Linked DNA regions of Ovis aries: region 2 is linked to region 1. A link is a contact called in public Hi-C data. All regions are on one chromosome and are shown on one strand. The core of a region is the stretch at or near the end of the contact, and the rest is flanking DNA. Distances in the headings are between cores, read along the strand shown.

Evidence for each region. Hi-C and Micro-C count contacts between places; a contact is called where the count stands out from the background.
Region 2: a contact with region 1 is called in a Hi-C map of hypothalamus, with 2.9 times the contacts expected there. The contact joins the enhancer-like site here to the promoter of NADK2 in region 1. A contact is called at or near these places in 6 of 16 Hi-C or Micro-C datasets (hypothalamus, liver, mixed tissues and 2 more).

Annotation. Positions count from the first base shown.
Region 1 is chr16:38,146,271-38,149,413 of ARS-UI_Ramb_v3.0, reverse strand. NADK2 (NAD kinase 2, mitochondrial) reads right to left here and starts at 1,355. Exons shown (of 12, transcript XM_027980116.2): 1 at 964-1,355. The coding sequence starts at 1,263.
Region 2 is chr16:38,213,897-38,217,066 of ARS-UI_Ramb_v3.0, reverse strand. SKP2 (S-phase kinase associated protein 2) reads left to right here. Exons shown (of 11, transcript XM_042233865.2): 6 at 433-531; 7 at 1,750-1,880. Among named protein-coding and RNA genes, the nearest start is that of SKP2, 21 kb to the left of the region's middle. Within about 2 kb of position 1,491, at least 2 of the 54 cell types and tissues checked have an H3K27ac peak or open chromatin away from gene starts, as enhancers often do. A contact at or near this core is called in hypothalamus, where this site is marked.

The DNA.
Region 1 (3,143 bases), core at 106-2,605:
CCATGGGCTATAGCCCACCAGGCTCCTCCATCCATGGGATTCTCCAGGCAAGAATACTGGAGTGGGTTGCCATCTCCTTCTCCAGGGGATCTTCCGGACCCAGGGGTCGAACCCAGGTCTCCCGCATTGCAGGCAAATGCTTTAACCTCTGAGCCACCAAGGAAGCTTAGGTGTATTTATTTACTTTGCAAAGATATTAAACACCTATACCAAACATAGTCTGTTGTGCAGGCATTACTACATTATAGACATTTACCTGCCTTGGTTTGGACCTTTCTATTTAATAACATACATTCAAAGTCAAATTTCTCCCTTGCTCTTCCTAGCACGGGAGACACGTGAGCTTTTAAAGCAAACTCCTAGAATCTTGTCTGAGGACCACGTTCCAGCACGGAAAAGGCTCAAGCCGACTGGCTCTCCGGAGTGACCCAGGCCTGGCAGTCGTGCCCCGTAAAAGGGGGTGTGTCCGCGGTACCAGAGCCCTCTTTTCCGCTGCCCGCAGCGGCACCCAGAGGCCCCCTTTGCCCCCGGGGCGGCCTGGGGAGAGATTCCCAGAGCATCCAAGCTTCAGACCTACCTCACTCCGGGTTGTTTAAAGGGGGTGTGGGTGGCGAGGGCGCAAATGAATCCCCAAACCTCTCCCACAGTGGGAGTCCTTCTCCCACCCAAGGTTCCTACAGACGCCCCGGCTTGGGGGCGGGGGTCTTCGCACCAGCAATGAACCTGCCCCCCGCTCTCTCTCTCTAAACACACACACACGCTCGCGCGCGCACGCAGGAGAGGGGAGCCTACAAGCGAAGCCGGAGGGAGTGGAGGGTAGCGTGTAGGGCAGGCCTGGCATCTAGGATGCCCTGGGAAGAAGGGTTGTCCCGAGAGGTCTCGCCCGAGGGGGCGCGGCCGGCCCCCCAAAGTCGCGGCCCGGGGCCCGGCCGAGACACAAGAGCGGGGGCCGCCGGGACCCACCAGCTGCTTCAGGTCCTCCTCCGAGAGCTCCGCGTAACGATATCGCTGCTGCTCGAACTCGTACCGGGTGGTTTTGGCCACCACCACCACCCGGGACGGGCGGAAGCCGCCGTCGGGGCGGCTACCACAGCCCGCCAGCTCGCGCGGCTGCCCCTGCCCCAGGTGCCGCCGGCCGCCGCCTTCACCACCAAGCCACGGCCGCGCGCCGGGGCCTCCCGCGCCCGGCCCCCTGAGCGCCGCTGCCCGGCCCCCAGCCACGCGACAACAGCTGCCCAGCAGGAAGCCTCGGTAACAAGTCATCGTCGGCCCGGCAGCGGCTGCAGGCCTCGGCTCCCCGCCGGCAGCACTGCGTGCCGTCCGCGCCGCCCCTGCCTCCGGGTTCCCGCCAGACTGGCAGAGGTTAAGTGCACAGCAGTGCGTGGCCCGCGCCGCGCGGGGGACGTGCCCAGACGTTGACGGGGGCGGGGAAAGCCGGGCGATTGGGAGTCGGAGGAGCCCACGAAAAAGGTGGGCGGGGGAAAGGGGGAGGCCTCCCAGTGGTGAGGCTGTGTTTGTTTGGGTATCCTTCACCAGCCACGCCTGCGCAGTGGCCACTTCCCCGCCCGGGGACCGACCTCCAGCTCCACCCCTTTACCCCGCGTCTGCACCCGCCCCCGACCAGGCCAACTCTGTGAGGCAATCAGAACCCTCAGCGGTTTTGGAGGCCGAGGAGCTTCGGGGATTGGCTGCGGCCGGGGGAAGGGCTGGAATTCTATTTGGTGTAGGAGCTGCACCCTGCTGGAACTGATCTGAGGTGGCGCTGGGCTTGCGAATGCGGTTTTAAGCGCCTGGCGGGAAAGCATGTGCAGCCGCAACTCCTTGCTGTGGATTCTGTTTCGTTATTGCAGATAGACCCTTTGTTCCTTCCTGCAGTATTGCGTGGCTAATTTAGTGTCCGGCTCCGGGCTAGGGTTTGAAGAGACAGACTCAGGAATCGCTCCCCTTATTTGCGGGGCCTACTGCAGAATGAAAACGCAGAGTCCCTTGTTCAGAAATTGTTAAGAATTGCAAGGGAGAAAGAGAGCAGTAAGCCGAGTACCAGGTTCGGCTAAGCATGGGACCCTGTGGGGCTGCGCAGGTGGCAGCTACTGCTGCTGCTAAGTCGCTTCAGTCGTGTCCGACTCTGTGCGACCCCATAGACGGCAGCCCACCAGGCTCCCCCGTCCCTGGGATTCTCCAGGCAAGAACACTGGAGTGGGTTGCCATTTTCTTCTCCAGTGCATGAAGGTGAAAAGAAAAAGTCGCTCAGTCGTGTCTGACTCTTAGCGACCCCATGGACTATAGCCCATCAGGCTCCTCTGTCCATGGGATTTTCCAGGCAAGAGTACTGGAGCGGGATGTCATTGCCTTCTCTCCAACTGCTAACCAACAAAAAAAAAACTATAACCTCTTCCTACCCTCCCCCCGCCGCGCTGGGGGCGGGGGCGGGGTTAGCCTTTGAGAAAAAGGTTGATGGATAGACGAGTCTGGCCAAGTGGAACATTTCTAGATGGGGAGATACGGTTTTAAAAGTAGATAGGGAAAGAGTGAAGGGTTAAGAATGTTAATAATTTGGATCTTACTCTGTAAGCAGTGAAGGGAAAGTCGCTCAGTCATGTCCGACTCTTTGAGACCCCATGGAATAGTCCATGGAATTCTCCAGGTCAGAATATTGGAGTGGGTAGTTCCCTTCTCCAGGGTATTTTCCCAACCCAGAGATGGAACCCAGGTCTCCCGCATTGCGGCGGATTCTTTACCAGCTGAGGCACCAGGAAAGCCTAGTAGGCAGTAGTTGACCTTTTGGAGGCTTTTAACTGAAAAGAAGTGAGTCCTAAGAGCAATGTTTGATGATTACTGATCTGGCTTTCGAATGTGGAACAAACTAGGAGGCAAGAGAAGGAAGGGCGACTTGGGCACTGTTGGCATAGTTACACTTAGATCCGAGCTATAGAGTAAAAGCAATGAAAATGGAAGAAAATGCCTCTGTTACAAGAGGGGAATCAAGTGGCAGTGCAGACCCTAGTTTTCGTCCCTCCTGCTCTTTAGATCTATTTGTTTTGGCACCCTCTTTGCTTCTTTATAGTCCTAGCGCTACCGGTAACTAGCTCCTGGACTTTGAGCAGGTTGCTTCATCTTTCTGGGCCTCAGATTCCTCATCTTAA
Region 2 (3,170 bases), core at 242-2,741, 68 kb before region 1:
GAGAGACATTTAATTGAAAGAACCTGGTGGCTTTATAAGTAGACGTTTACTTACAAACTAATTACAATTGTGGGTGAAATAGAAATATGTTTAGGTCATTGGTGGGTTCTTTGTTTTTCAGTTTTTAAAAGTACATTGGTAAGTGTTTTGTGTAGTTACTCTCTGTGCTGGACACTGTGCTGAGGCCTTTATTACATTATATCATTTAATTTTAACAACACTACCAAGAAGATACTGATACTTGCCATTTCACAGATGAGTAAACTAAGGCAAAGCATCCTACTTGGTGTCATCTAGATGGTAAGATGTGAATTTAAACTCACTTCTGACTCAAAGGCCTGTGTGCTTGTAACTGCCTCCCTTAGCTTCATTCTTATTTATTAAATAAGAGGATCTGGTTAGTACTGTTACAACTTTGTCCTCTTTTTCCAGCAATCTTGCTCAGAACACAAATTTACTGCGACTAAACCTTTCTGGGTGTTCTGGATTCTCTGAATCTGCCCTGAAGACTTTGCTGAGCAGCTGTTCCAGGTAGGAGAGATTAGAGATTTGATTTTAGAACTGTGATTTCAAATATACAGTATCTTTCATATCAAGATAGAGTCAGGTAACATTTTTAAGCTTTCCTAACTCTTTGAGCTCTTGATTTGGAGAACTCAGTACCCTTTATCATCCAAACTTTCTGTCCAAACTCAGGAGCCAAATCGATGAAGTTTGCAAAGATTGCTTGTGTTGTGATCCTTTTTTGTTTTTCCTTTGGCTTATTAAAATAAGGAAAATGTGGTAATGTGTTTATCAACAGTATGTACAAAGAGTATCTATTTATACCCGACTATACTGTCAGGCTTTTTTCCCTGTAATGTCTGTAGACCTAACTTAACAGTTTTGACTATTTATTTATCAAAAGTTTGTTATTGCAAAATACACCATGAATCTGGGTGATTCCATTTAAAACATCTTTTATACTAGGTAGTAATTAATGTCTAATGTCAGAATATAAAGGTCACAGAGTTACAGAAATGAATAAGTGAGTGGGGACATGATTCACAGAATACCCAGTGTTGTGTGTGTCCTTTTTAATATCCCTTGGTCTCTGTGCTAATAGCTTTGTACTTATTTCTCCTTAATGATCTTATAGAAAAGATTGTTTTTGTGTAAGAATGTTACCAATGAGATAAAATGGTAGCCCTACATTTTCTCAGCAATGCCAGGAATGGGATGTATAATGTAGAGGTTGGACTTTTCCTTTGAAGCCCTCATTTACTTAGTTAGCAGAGGCCCAGTAAGATAAAGTGAATTTTTGCGATGTCGGCATCTCTTTATTGGGAATTCCTGGTACAACATATCAGTTTTTTAAAACATCTCAAGCTCAAGCTCATACTGTTAGTTGTTTTCGTACAACCCACGTGGTTGAGAAAGAAAGCATAGAAGCTAGAATTTCTCCTAGTCCTGGAATGAGGTATGAGCAGGAGAGGCGAGCACTTCCCTTGTCTTCCAGAAGAGGGCAGCATTCACTAAGCCCTTGGCTCATATCCCCTGGCAACTTTCTGGAACAAACTGGACCGAGATGGAGAAAGCAGTTTCAGGTGAGCAAATGTAGCTGCTTAGAGAAGCTGAGGTTTTATGCAGAAAATGGTAAGGAATCAATGGCCCTGTATTTTCTTGATTTGCAGCTTTAGGCAGGGTTTCATAGAAAATTCATTGTGGGTAATGGTTTCATGCTTTCCTTGTCATCCCTCTTACGTGCAGATTGGATGAACTGAACCTCTCTTGGTGCTATGATTTCACTGAAAAGCATGTACAGGTGGCTGTTGCACATGTGTCAGAGACTATCACCCAGCTGAATCTCAGCGGGTACCGAAAGAATCTGCAGAGATCAGGTAAGACCCTCTGGGCTGTTGGGCCCTTAACAACAGCAGTCCCAACAATAACAGCAGGTTTGATTTCTCGAGCATCTCCTAGGCGTGATCCTCCATAAACTGTCTCATTTAATCCAGTGTGTGTGTGTGTGTTCCTATTCCTGTTTTTCAGATGAGCTAACGGCTAGCTGATCAGAAGGGTCAGTGAGGTAAATGCAGACAGCTAGTGGGTTAGTGGCAAGATTTGAATCCAGAATGCATGAGTGAAACCCTTTATACTTAAAAGCAATTTATGTTTAAGCAGAAGAGCTTCTTTTATTTAACTAAATTATTTAGGTTAAAACCCAAACATAAAAATTGAGGGATGCAGTGTTTGATTAGTATTAAGCAGTGGTTCTCAACTGGGGACAGTTTTGCCTGCAAGAGGACATTTGGCAAGGTCTGGAAACATTTTTGATTGTCACAGCTGTGGGGTTACTGGCATCTAGTGGGTAGAAGCATCTGCCCACTAGATGCCATCTACACACTGGCCTCTAGTGGGTAGAAGCCAGGAATGCTGGTGAACAACGCACAGGACGGCAGAATAACACATAAAAAAGAATCTGGTCCTAAATGTCAATACTGCCAAGGTTGAAAAACCCTGTAAGAAACCCTCTGAGTTCATACTTATAACTTTTTTCAGTTCAGTCTAAGAGGACAGTGGGGTTTTTCAGATGAATACGGGCATTTAAAATCAAGGGTGATGTGTGACAGTTAAAGTCTTTAAAAGCCTGAACTTTCAGTTATGTGTGCTTTATTTGTCTAATATTGACAGAATCTTGATTTGCAAAGGTAAGTACCAATGGCAAAGGTTTTCTTTATTATTGAAGTGTAGTTGTTGTACAGTAATATATAAGTTACAGGTGTAGAAGAGTGATTTACAATTTTTAAAGGTTATATGCCACTTAGAGTTGTTATAAAATGTTGGCTGTATTCCTCATGTTGTACAATCCTTGTAGCTTATTTTATGCTTAGTAGTTTGTATCTCTTAATCACCTTCCCCTTTATTGCCTTAATCCCTCTCCTGTTCCTTCTCCCCACTGGTAACCACTAGTTTGTCCTCTGTATCTGTGAATCTGCTTCTTTATTGTTATATCTATTAGTTTGCCTGCAATGCAGGATTCCTGGGTCGGGAAGATCCCCTAGAGAAGGGAATGGCACCCCACTCCAGTATTCTTGCCTGGAGAATCCCATGAACAGAGGAGCCTGGAAGGCTACAGCCCATGGGGTTGCAAGAGTCGGACACGACTTAGCAACTAAACCAATACCATG